Regions from separate parts of the Gossypium arboreum genome. Here regions 1 and 2 are each linked to region 3. A link is a contact called in public Hi-C data. All regions are on one chromosome and are shown on one strand. Each heading gives the region's core, a stretch centred on a gene start, on an enhancer-like site or on the middle of the called end of the contact. The rest is flanking DNA. Distances are from core to core; before and after follow the strand shown.

Evidence for each region. A called contact is a pair of places that touch in the nucleus more often than the background predicts.
Region 1: a contact with region 3 is called in a Hi-C map of leaf, with 2.9 times the contacts expected there. The contact joins the promoter of LOC108471168 here to the promoter of LOC108486521 in region 3. A contact is called at or near these places in 2 of 5 Hi-C or Micro-C datasets (both in leaf).
Region 2: a Hi-C map of leaf shows a contact between it and region 3, with 2.5 times the contacts expected there. The contact joins the promoter of LOC108486612 here to the promoter of LOC108486521 in region 3. A contact is called at or near these places in 2 of 5 Hi-C or Micro-C datasets (both in leaf).

The regions. Positions count from the first base shown.
Region 1 is chr11:89,795,646-89,799,319 of ASM2569848v2, forward strand. LOC108471168 (probable Histone-lysine N-methyltransferase ATXR5) reads left to right here and starts at 1,850. Exons shown (of 6, transcript XM_053021024.1): 1 at 1,850-2,433; 2 at 2,567-2,636. The coding sequence starts at 2,104.
Region 2 is chr11:90,169,758-90,173,745 of ASM2569848v2, forward strand. LOC108486612 (cytochrome P450 CYP73A100-like) reads left to right here and starts at 2,471. Exons shown (of 3, transcript XM_053022035.1): 1 at 2,471-2,615; 2 at 2,618-2,724; 3 at 2,726-3,988. The coding sequence starts at 2,513. LOC108486613 (small RNA degrading nuclease 3) reads left to right here. Exons shown (of 12, transcript XM_017790752.2): 10 at 1-101; 11 at 563-667; 12 at 875-1,655. The coding sequence ends at 1,231.
Region 3 is chr11:90,026,920-90,030,962 of ASM2569848v2, forward strand. It overlaps LOC108486521 (T-complex protein 1 subunit eta), which reads right to left and starts at 1,429. Exons shown (of 14, transcript XM_017790615.2): 1 at 1,277-1,429; 2 at 892-1,152; 3 at 541-666; 4 at 242-445. The coding sequence starts at 1,291.

The DNA.
Region 1 (3,674 bases), core at 600-3,099, 230 kb before region 3:
AACCTCTTTGAAAGCCTCCATTCACATTTGCTCCCTAGGTAGCCCCTTTTTTTCAGAGGAGAAAAAATCTCATTAAAATTACCTTCCACAAACCAAAGGATTGACCTAAAGTCCTAAGTAAGTTCCATGTGTCATCCCTATGACGCGAATCTGAAGCCCCATAAAAACTCTTAAATCTCCACTTATTACCCTCATCACCCTCCTTAAATTCAATATCAATATGGTATTTTGAGAAACTCCTCAAAATGATCGTGGAATTTCTTCTCCAAGCTAGACTTAAACCCCCTCGAGAACCATCAGCTGCAACATCAATCCCATTTAAAAAACCACACCTCCTGCAAACATTCTCCATTTTTCTAGAATTTAATTTAGTCTCCATTAAGAAGACAATTTGGGGATTATACACCTTTAGCATATGTCGAAGTCTCCTAACAGCCCGTGGCCTCCCCAAACTGCGAACGTTCCAATAGAATGTTTTCATTGCGACCATTCGGCTTACCCCTTGGCATCTGCTGATGTAATATGGCTACTTCCCAACACCTTCCTACTCCTAACAACAAGAGATTCCAATTCATCCCCATCAACAAATTTGTCACCCTCTCTTCCTGGTCTCTTTTTCCCATCACCCCTTTCAACCATGCTCTCCTCCGAGTCATGCTCCATATCCATCTATTCATTTATTTTTTATGACCTGCATCAAAACAAGATACGAGATTCAGATCCCCTTCCAGATTTACTCCTAACATAGGACTAATGTGCCTACCCAAGTCACAATCTACAAAAATGTTCCCCTTCTTTACCCTTTTCCTATCTTTTCGTAGCCATACACTGCTAATGCAAGGGCTCTTCTAGATTGGGCTCGCAATGATAAATCCCAACCCATCTCAGCTACATCAAACCCTAGTGCCATTTTAGCCTGACAGAAAGAATCACTGTGCCCTAATCGCCCATAGAAAAAACAAAATAGGGTCAATCGTTCGTATTTAAAACTAACATAGGAACAAGCCACAACTGAAAACATAACTTTATTCTTCATTTTCAAAGGTCTCCTAACATCCAATTGTTCCCTTACATGCAAATAAGTACACAAACCCTTTCCCAGATTGGTGCCGTCGAACTCCAAAAAATTCCCAAGAAAACCCTCAATTTGGTGTGCTAAAGTCTCAATATAAAAACTTGGCGGCACTTCATGAATTTGTACCCAGAAACACGCAAAGATTAATGGCACCTTTAGCGGATCTTCCTTCTTCTCCGGCCAATGTAGCATCAAAACATGGTTATTAAAAGTCCACGGAGATCCCTTTAGTACTCTCTCTAGATCCATCTTATGAAAAAAATTGAATAAAAACATTTTCTGATGCTATAAAATTTCCATTGTACTTCTCAACGCTGGGAAATGTATAACACTTGGCGTTAGAAAACACCCAACCAGACAGAGATCAATTTCCACAAATACAGAATGAGGATCAATCTGTGCCTGCAATATTTTGTCTTCCTCATCATCCAATGATAGATTTGCCAACTTTCTTTCCATAATTCAAAAAATCAAAAGCAACCGAAATGTAGAAATGAAAAGAAGAATTTAAACCAAAATCAATACCGTCAACAAAACCACCGATAAAGAATCACTAAAAACAAAGAAAATCTAAAAACACAACAACCTGCTAGAAACAGCAGATAGAGGAGTGCTAAATTAGTAAGAATAAATTTTTTTTTACTCTTTATTCTTTATTTCAAAACACAAATATTATTTTGAATTTTTTTTTAAGAAAACACAATAATGGTAAAAATGCTAACACATTTACTATTTAAATTTTTTTTATTAAAATTTGTTTTTTCTTTTGACACCGTGCAAGTTGCAACCGTACGCTATGAAAAGTTTGACTCTGTCCAGAAAAGGAAAGAAAATAAAGGGGAAAAAAAAACAGGCTCTTCGATTGTATGCGCATGTTGAATTCCCATGCGCTCACGCGGCGCACGTTAGCACTAAAAAAACAAACTTCTCTTTGTCTTCTCCGTTTGTGATTTCCCCGCGAGACCAGAAACACACAAATTCCATTTCCATTCTCCAAACTTCCATTACTTCCACCGATCACTCCAAATATGGCTCCAGCCACCATCATGGCGGGGGCTCGGCGTCTTGTCAGCTCCCGCCGCCGAACCGAGGCACCTCGACGGCGTCCGTCTCCTTCCACGCCGCCGAAGAAGCTGAGACCAATGTCTGAGATAATGGCGCGTGCGAAATACGCTGTGGTGGAGCGAGCTGACTACAGCGACATCATCTGCGAACAATGTGGCTCCGGTGAACGTCCCGGAGAGCTTCTCCTTTGTGATAAATGCGATAAAGGCTTCCACATGAGATGCCTTAGACCAATCGTGGTTCGTATTCCTATTGGATCCTGGCTTTGCCCCAAATGCTCTGGCCATAGGCGAGTAAGAAGTAGGGATTTCTTTTTTATCTTACCTTTTTATTTTTATTTTGTTTGGTTGACCTCTTTCTCCATTCTGTTTTCAATTTTTTTTTTTATAATAAATGTGTTTTATTTCCTTTTTAGCTTTTTCGCAGAAAAGGATAATTGATTTCTTCAAGATTCAGAAGAGTGGTGATGGGAAAAAGAAATGCAATTTGAATCAAGGTAAAAAAATTGTTGTTACGATTTTCTGTTATATTTATCTTGGCCTTTTAGTGTTTCGTGTTGAATTCCTGTTGATTTGGGAATGGCCTACTATATTTGAAGCGCATTCATAAAATTCTCACCTTGTTTCAGGATTCATGCAAAATTTAGATTGGAAATTAGTATAATCATGAAAATTAAGGGAAGGAGAAATTTGCTGAGATTTAAAATAGATTAATGGTAAAAAATGTAGGGCTGATTTGGAACCTGCAAACATTGCTGAAAATGATGAATGTTGAACCTGTCTTCATATAATATGTGAAATTGGTTAAAAGCAGAACTCTTAAAACTATTATTCTAGTATTAGTTATTGATTATTGACATTTGATTCGTCTTAGTTTTATCTTGTTGATATTTCTATAATGTAACCAAAGCTACTTGTAAGAGGTGAAAAATAATTGTAATTGTTAATTTAAAGCTGTACGTGGTGCACTATTGCTCACTGGTCTTATACTACAAAGCCTCAAAAACATTCATAATTGTGATCACTTGTTTCCACAGTTTGATTCATTAGTTCTTTGCCCCCACCCTCCCCACTTTATGATGTTTTTTCATATTTAAGTTATAATTTGACATGGTGAATGCTTTTGTGCGAGAGAAACTCATACAATCTTTGTGCCTGCGTGTCTGTCTGAATTAAAACGCATGATAGGCATCTATTCTGCATATAGGGATTATTTATTGAAATAAGGTGGGTAAAATATCACCTAGTTTTATTATGTTACTTCGCTATTAAATGCCAGACACACCTAGTTGCAATATATCACCACTTTATCTTGTACCATGTTTAATTGATTTTACTTATAGAGTGCAAATATATAAAGTATATATATAATGGATCAAGGAAAAACGTTTTAGGAGGGTATCATCTATCAGCACTTCCTACAGTCTTTTCCACAAATTTCCCTTGGATCATAGGACCTTGAGTTCCCTTTACATTTTGGTTTCCAAGTAAAATTATCCAATGGTTCATTGACTTGGTGGCTTATATGTTCATTT
Region 2 (3,988 bases), core at 1,221-3,720, 140 kb after region 3:
AACATGAAAGGGAGAAGCTACTACTCCACAGAATACCAGTCTATGTTCATAGAGAAGAAATTTCCAAAGTCATTCCTGGAGCTGTTGCGATTGAAGTAAAGGTTGATTATACCTTTCCTGTATCTGGTTTTCCCTTTAGAAATCCCTGGCTTAGCTTTTCTTTACCTTGGATTGCTGCATGTCTTATGTTTAAAAGTTGAGACTAATGGTTTCTTTTGAGATATTCTATATGAAATAATTATTAATCCCAATAATTGAATTGAACATTTACTGGTAAATTAAGTTTATTCTCGAATACTCTGATGAACTGCATTTCTGAGGCACTTGAAAGGTGAACTATATTCTATATCATTAAATCTCTTAGGTATTCTGTTCTAAGGTAAATATATTATCCTTAAAATGCGAATCGTCTTTCTACAAAATACATGTATTACAGATGTTTTAAAGTTCAGAGAATTGGTCAATGAATTGTCTTCGAAAAGCTCTCTTCCTGGAAACTCTTTCTACTTCATCTTCACTTATTGTTGCTGAGTTTCAAATATGGAAATTTGTTTGTCGGCAGCCAACTAAAAAGCTTCAAGGTCGCCATTACTCTGCAATTGCTGTCTTTAATAGTCCTCAAGAAGCAAACCAAGCATATGAAAATATGGAAGGCGATGAAGAAAAGGCAAGTATCTTTTACTACACTCCTCATTTTTCATTCTCATGATAGCATTTTCTTCATGCTTTTTCGATAATCATTTCTCATTCCATGACTAAAAATTATGATGTTTTTAATTGCAATGGAGATGTTTGATTCTCAATGCCTTAATAAGATTAACTTGTTTTATGTCTTTCATAAGGTGCTAACTGTAGGTCCTTTTTTTTGTCTCAGGATTCACATGGACTACCTCAGAAACTTGTTAGCTTTCAGTTTGGCGATGGATCAACTGCTAGTTTATACATCCGTAAAATGGCACAGGAAGATTCACACTGTGAAGTTTTGTCGAATAAAAGAGCATTCGAGGGCAAGGAGAAATCGATTCAATCCAAAAAGCTGAAGACAGATGTGAAAACCGCGGAGAATGTTATGGAAGATAACAGTGAACTTGATGATCACTTAAAAGAGATAGAACGATTGAAGCAAGAACTGCAGGAGAAAGATGCTAAAATTGTGTTGCAGGATAAGATGATATCTAACCTTCTGAAGAAGGTTGAAGAAATGAAAAAGGTTCTTAATAAAAGGAAATAGGTCATGGAGTAGTGTTTTTACAGTCACTTTTTGGTACACGATTTTACAGTCTATTAACCCCAACCTGGTTCAAGTGTCATGTTCAGTGTTGTTTGAGTTAGGAACACCGTGTCATTTGTCCTAAAAACCGATTATATTTAATTATATCTGAATTTGTGGAATTAAAACTAACTAGCTTCAAACTTGTCTGATCAGATTTTCGTTATGAACTTATGCCGTAAAGACTTTGTTGAATCTTTGTTTCATGGAGAGAATGGTTGTAGCAGAAAAGAAGAGACTATGGGAGTAATAATAGGTTAGGTCAAATCCTGTCATTTATATAAGTTGTGGATTTAATATCCGAACTTTAATTTGGTCATTTTTATTGTATTTTGAGTTTTAGAATTTTAGTTTTCATTGAAAGAAAGTTGTTAAATTTATTAAATTTTATTATTTTCAAAATTTGATAAATTAAACATATTGTCACATGTGTTAGTTTGTTATTTTTATATATTATTTACAAAAAATTTAGTTAATAGATTTATTGATTGCTGTTTGCATTAAGATTAAAATTTTAAAATTTAAAAATATAACGACTAAGAATAATCTAAAGAATATGGATTAAATTTATAATTTTATGTATAATACTTAATAGCAGAATTTAACCAAGTAAATTTAAATGTATTGTTTGATCAGGACAAAAATTGAAAAATATAAGATTTAATTCATAATTCAAAAAGTATAAAATTAAATGTTAAATTTATAAATTATGTGAAGTGTAGATAGCAGAATTTGACAGAAAGTTTTGGAGTAAAGAGGAGGCCGAACGTTAAAATCTAAGACGGTTTCAGGCACTAAATCCTATCAAACATGACCCCTTCAGCATCAGACAGTAGAAGCGCAGAATTACCAGCAGGAGAATTGGTTACCACTTGTACATTAAAACCCGAGTAACACCTCCATTTAGACATGAAATCCGCAGCTTGATTAAAGGAGAATCTTATTTTAGTTGATTCATAAATTTATAATATAGGAACATGACGTTGAACGCCCTCCCTCCACCAACCAACTAAAAACAATCTTGACTTTGAAAATATCCCCTACCCCTTCCCTGCCTTTCTACCTTGATTCTGAAAAATAGAGCCCATGGATTCTCTACAAAACCATTGGGCACCCACCAAACCTCCTACCAAACTTCATCCACTAACATTTTATGCATGTATGAATATATATGCATATAGTTTGTATCCCATTGCCAAGCCCTTCTCATCAGTTCATCTCACTTTCTTCCCATCTTTAAACATGGCTCTGCCTCAGCATCATTCTTGTAACAAACCAATTCTGGTCACAACTCTCTCCCTACTTATTCTTGCACTCACCAAAATATTGTACCCTCAGCTCTACATAAAATTCTCACTCACCTTGTGCCACTTGCTATTATCTATTACTTCTTTTTCAAGTCTTCCACTGCTCTTCCTCCAGGCCCTTTCCCGTTTCCAATATTTGGAAATTGGAATCAAAGTAGGGAATGACCTTAATCACCGCCTTCTAGCTTCTATGGAACAAACCTACGGTCCAGTTTTCCTTCTAAAACTCGGCTCTAAAAACCTTGTAGTGGTCTCAGACGCTGAGCTAGCCATCCAGGTGTTGCACACACAAGGTGTGGAGTTCGGTTCCAGGCCACGCAACGTGGTTTTCGACATCTTCACGGGCAACGGACAGGACATGGTGTTTACGGTTTACGGTGATCATTGGCGCAAAATGGGCAGGATCATGACACTGCCATTTTTCACCAACAAAGTTGTGCACAATTACAGTAACATGTGGGAAGAAGAAATGGATCTGGAGGTTAATTATTTGAAGAAAGATGAGAATGTGAAAAGCAAAGGGATTGTTATCAGAAAACGTTTGCAGCTGATGCTTTATAATATCATGTATAGGATGATGTTTGATTCCAAGTTTGAGTCTCAGGAAGACCCCTTGTTCATTGAGGCAACCAGGTTCAACTCGGAGAGAAGCCGCTTGGCTCAGAGTTTTGAATACAATTATGGTGACTTCATTCCATTGCTACGACCCTTATTGAGAGGGTACTTGAACAAGTGCAGGGACTTGCAGACCAGGAGGCTGGCCTTCTTCAACAACTATTATGTTGAGAAAAGAAGGGAAATAATGGCTGCTGAGGGGGACAAGCACAAGATAAGCTGTGCCATTGATCACATTATAGATGCTCAAATGAAGGGAGAGATTAGCGAAGAAAATGTGCTCTACATTGTTGAAAACATCAACGTTGCAGCAATCGAAACCACACTGTGGTCCATGGAGTGGGCCATAGCTGAGCTGGTGAACCATCCCCACGTTCAGCACAGGATCCGCCAAGAAATCTCCCGAGTCCTCAACGGAGAGGCTGTGAAAGAATCCAACCTCCATAAACTGCCCTACTTGCAGGCCACAGTGAAAGAGACATTAAGGTTGCACACCCCAATCCCATTGTTGGTCCCTCACATGAACCTTGAAGAAGCAAAGCTTGGAGGGTTCACCATACCTAGGGAGTCCAAGGTGGTATTAAATGCCTTGTGGTTGGCCAACAATCCCAAGTGGTGGAAAAACCCTGAGGAATTCAGGCCAGAGCGGTTCCTGGAAAAAGAACATGGCACAGACGCCGCCGTGGCTGGTGGGAAAGTTGATTTCAGATTCCTGCCATTCGGTGTGGGAAGGCGCAGCTGCCCTGGAATCATCCTCGCACTCCCAATACTGGGGCTTGTCATAGCCAAGTTGGTC
Region 3 (4,043 bases), core at 179-2,678:
AACATGCACTGGATTGAAAGTGTATCATTTTGCAGATATCAGAAAATATATGATCCTTCCTCAAAGATCAAAGCATAAATATCAGAAAAGGGGGAAAAAGGCTAAAAAGGTTGAAAACTAAACATAGAAAATAATAGTCTAACTTATGGGATAGGGAACTCTCTGGAAGATCCAGTACAAATATCAGAAAAAGGAATAGGTTAAAAAGGTTGAAAATGGGGCATCAAAAATAGGAGTCTACCTTCTTAATTCCAATCATATTCAACCTATCATCATTGCCAATAGCGATAACAGCATCCACAACCATTGATGCAAAGAAATCCTTTTCCCCGCCAATGAGTTTCGAAGAGAGAGTTGTTGCAGCACATTTAGCTAATAAGCTTTTCTTCTCTTCTAGACTTTTGCCCTCTATGCTAACAGCTAGTTCTTTGATCTTCTCAATAGCCTGTCCATTGAATACAACATGCAGCATAAAATAGAAGCATAAAGATCATAGCAACATCTAAACCATGATAAGAGGGGGAAAACACACAAACTCACCAAATAGCAAGCAGTTCGATAGCTCCGAATTAGATTTTGAGGGTGGACTCCATCCTCAACAAAAGGCTTAGCCTCTTTTAAAAACTCTCCTGCTAGTAGTACAACAGTTGTAGTTCCATCACCAACCTGCAAACCTCACACCAAAAAGAAGCTCTCTAAATCATCTAAATGCAATGAATAAATACTGGATCTTGATAACGTCAATTTCATTTACGAGATTAGTTACGTCGAACAGACTAAAAAATTAAAATCTCAGTTCGGTAATGGAAAACGTGGAACTATTAAACCATACTTTAACTGAAATTTGAGAAAAGTTCCGGAACCAGAAATAGAAAGGAGGGAGAAGGTGACCTCGGAGTCCTGAGACTTGGCGATATCGACGAGGATCTTTGCGGCGGGATGGACAATATCGAGAAGCTTCATGATGGTAGCCCCGTCGTTGGAAATGGTGACGTTCCCCTTGTCGTCGTGAATGAGCTTGTCCATACCCCTGGGACCCAAGGTTGTTCTAACCACGTCAGCGACGGCGGTGCAAGCGTTTATGTTGCTCACTAGCTGCGCCTTGCCCTGGGACGTATCGGTCCCTTCTTTTAAAAGAATGATTTGCGGTTGCTGAGAACAGGGGAAAACAAAAAGAGAAACAGATTAGTAGCAGTTCACAAAAAAAAAAAAGAAGAAGATGCAAGATACTAACAAAAAGCACGTATGAAATGAGGGAGAAGGAGTGTAAAGTTACCAGCATGGCTGCCATTGTTGCTAGGGTTTTGCTTGCTGGTTTTAGGGGAAGAAATGAGCAAAGCGTGAGAGTGAGGGAGAATGTTCTGGTTTTGTTCGCAAGTATTTCTTCGGTATTCTAGGGGTTTATGTTGTAAGTTTGAGAATGGGAGGGCTGAAATGAAATTAATTTCAAATTGGACTCCACATTGGGCCCGGAATTTATGAAATTACTAGAACTACCCTTTCAATTCTTTTGAATGAGTGGATATCTTTCCATTTTGGTTTAGTCCACGACTTGAAATATAAATTATACATTTTTACCTAAATTATATTAGGTTACTCAATTAACTTCAAAAAGTTAACATGCGTGAACAAAATTTTCGAACCAATTATAACTTCACATGTCATATGCAATTAAAAAGTTCTTAAAATTCTTTCATCTTCCTTTCCTTATTACATTATTTCCTTCTTTTTTCTTTTTCTTTTTTTCTTTTTGTCCTTCTTCTCATTTCTTTCTTCTTCCCAAAAATTCCAAATGACTCTCTTCCGGTAAAAGAATACCACAAAATCAAGCCTTATATTTATATCTTAATTTATATTTTTAGTCCATTTATTAAAAAAAGATAAACTGATTTTTGTATGTTAGATGAGAGTAAAATAGTTCCTTCCTGTTTTAGGTAAAAAGACTTTTCTAGTCCCTCTCAATTTTAAAATTAATCAAATTAGTGCCTCTCAAAAAAATTTGGAGTAATTTATTCCTTGTCAGTTTCAGAAATGAGCAAGTATGGACAATTAATCACGTCGAAAATGTCTTCCATCAATTGTACATAAATTTGTTTCGTATAATAACAAATTTAGAATTTTGAACTTAATTCTAAAAATACAACAAATTTAGCCTCAACATTCACAGATTTATACAAATGTTGCGGGATAAAATTGTTAAATTAGGACCAAATTGATGAAATGAATAAACGTTGATGGTTACTTTTGTTATTACACTATTTAAAATCATGTACAATTGATGGAAAAAATTAACGTCATGATTAATTATCTTTAATTGCTCACTTTCTAAATTGACAGAGATTAAATTGCTTTGATTTTTTTCGAGAGATTGTGGCGCCCCAAATCCGGTGGGACAATCTAACCTGAATCTAAAACGTCACATTAGTCACTGAGGTGACTCAAAACACATCACAATATTTACACGCATAAATAATTTTTTCCTACTTATCTGATCGATAACGAAAGTCATAAACATGCAATTAGGTCATACATAATCATGAATAAACAAACAAACTTAGTTACATGCTTTAACTAACATAAATCATTCAAATTGTAGTGAGGGCAAAATCATTATTTCACATCTAGTATTTGAACACACATATAACAACAATCTTAGAAATACATTTTAGTTCTAGAATCTTTTTAGAAACATTGTTGAAAGAATCAATTAAATCCAATTGACAATTCTCCGTTAATTTTAAAAACAAGTGTTTTAGGGACCAAATTGAAAGAGTGAAAAAATATTGGAAATAACTATATTACAAAATTATCTTTGAATTTATGAAATTATACATCTAAATCTTAGGTATGTATATTTTCAAAACATTTTAAAACCTTTTTGGAATCCAATTGCATTACTTGAAACTTAGGACTAAATTGTAATGTAAAAAAACAAACCATGAACGAATAGTGTCACGTTGTGACGACGCGATCACTACGTCGCAATGTGATCTTAAGGAGGCCCCTCGTCTCGACGATGGAACTTAGGGCATCTTGATGCCAATCCCTTGTCGCAATAACATTCGAATGTCGTCGCGACGTCGCCTACAATTTCTGTAGAAATAGCCCTGTAATTTCTAACTTTGGTCACTCCCAAACATACCATTTCGTGCATTTTGGCCTATTTCTCATTTCTAAAAAGTCATATTTCTTACAAACACCATTTAGAACATGCTTAAACATACCATAATGCACGATAGCATAATTTAGCATTTCAAATCCGCAATTCATGCTAGCATACAAGCTTTAACTTGCAATCCTTCACACTACCTACCAAATCAGCATATCATGATTTTATAAGGCTCCTACATGTTTGAATTAATTCATTTGGTCATTTTAGACATGCCAAAATTTCCAAAATTAGCCTTTTTAACACTTTTTAACCATATTCCATGCCTTTTTAACACTTGAACTTTGATTAAACATAACATGCATCATCAATAATATTCTCAAGCACCCTAAAATCACAAATCAATGTTCAGAATCTTTATTAACAGTCTAAAAGTCTAGCCTCACATAACAACCCACATTGCATTTATTCAAATAGTTCAAAATCATTATAACATACTAAAATACTAAGACATTATCGATGAAAAATTAAATTGAGGGAAGTTAACTTGAATGTGGGTTGAAGATTTTACTTGAGGACAAACAAACGCCTAAGTGTGGGGATATTTGATAAGTGCTAAAAGTATTATGTTTTAATCTAATTCTCAATGCGTTTTAGGTGATTTTTTTATGTTAATGTTGAATTTTATGCTTCTAATCCTTTAAATTCATGTTTTTATACTTAAGAGAGCATTTGGGAGCAAAAGGAGTGAAAATGAGCAAAAATCGAAAAATCAGAGTGAGTTATAAGAACCACATGGGCTGACCCCTTTTACACAGCCGTATGAGCCATACGGGCTACCACACGGTCATGTTGTAGGTCATGTCGTTTATACGGTATTGCTCACCAAACTTTGCAAAAATATGATTTTTAGGTTTTTTGGGCATTAATATGA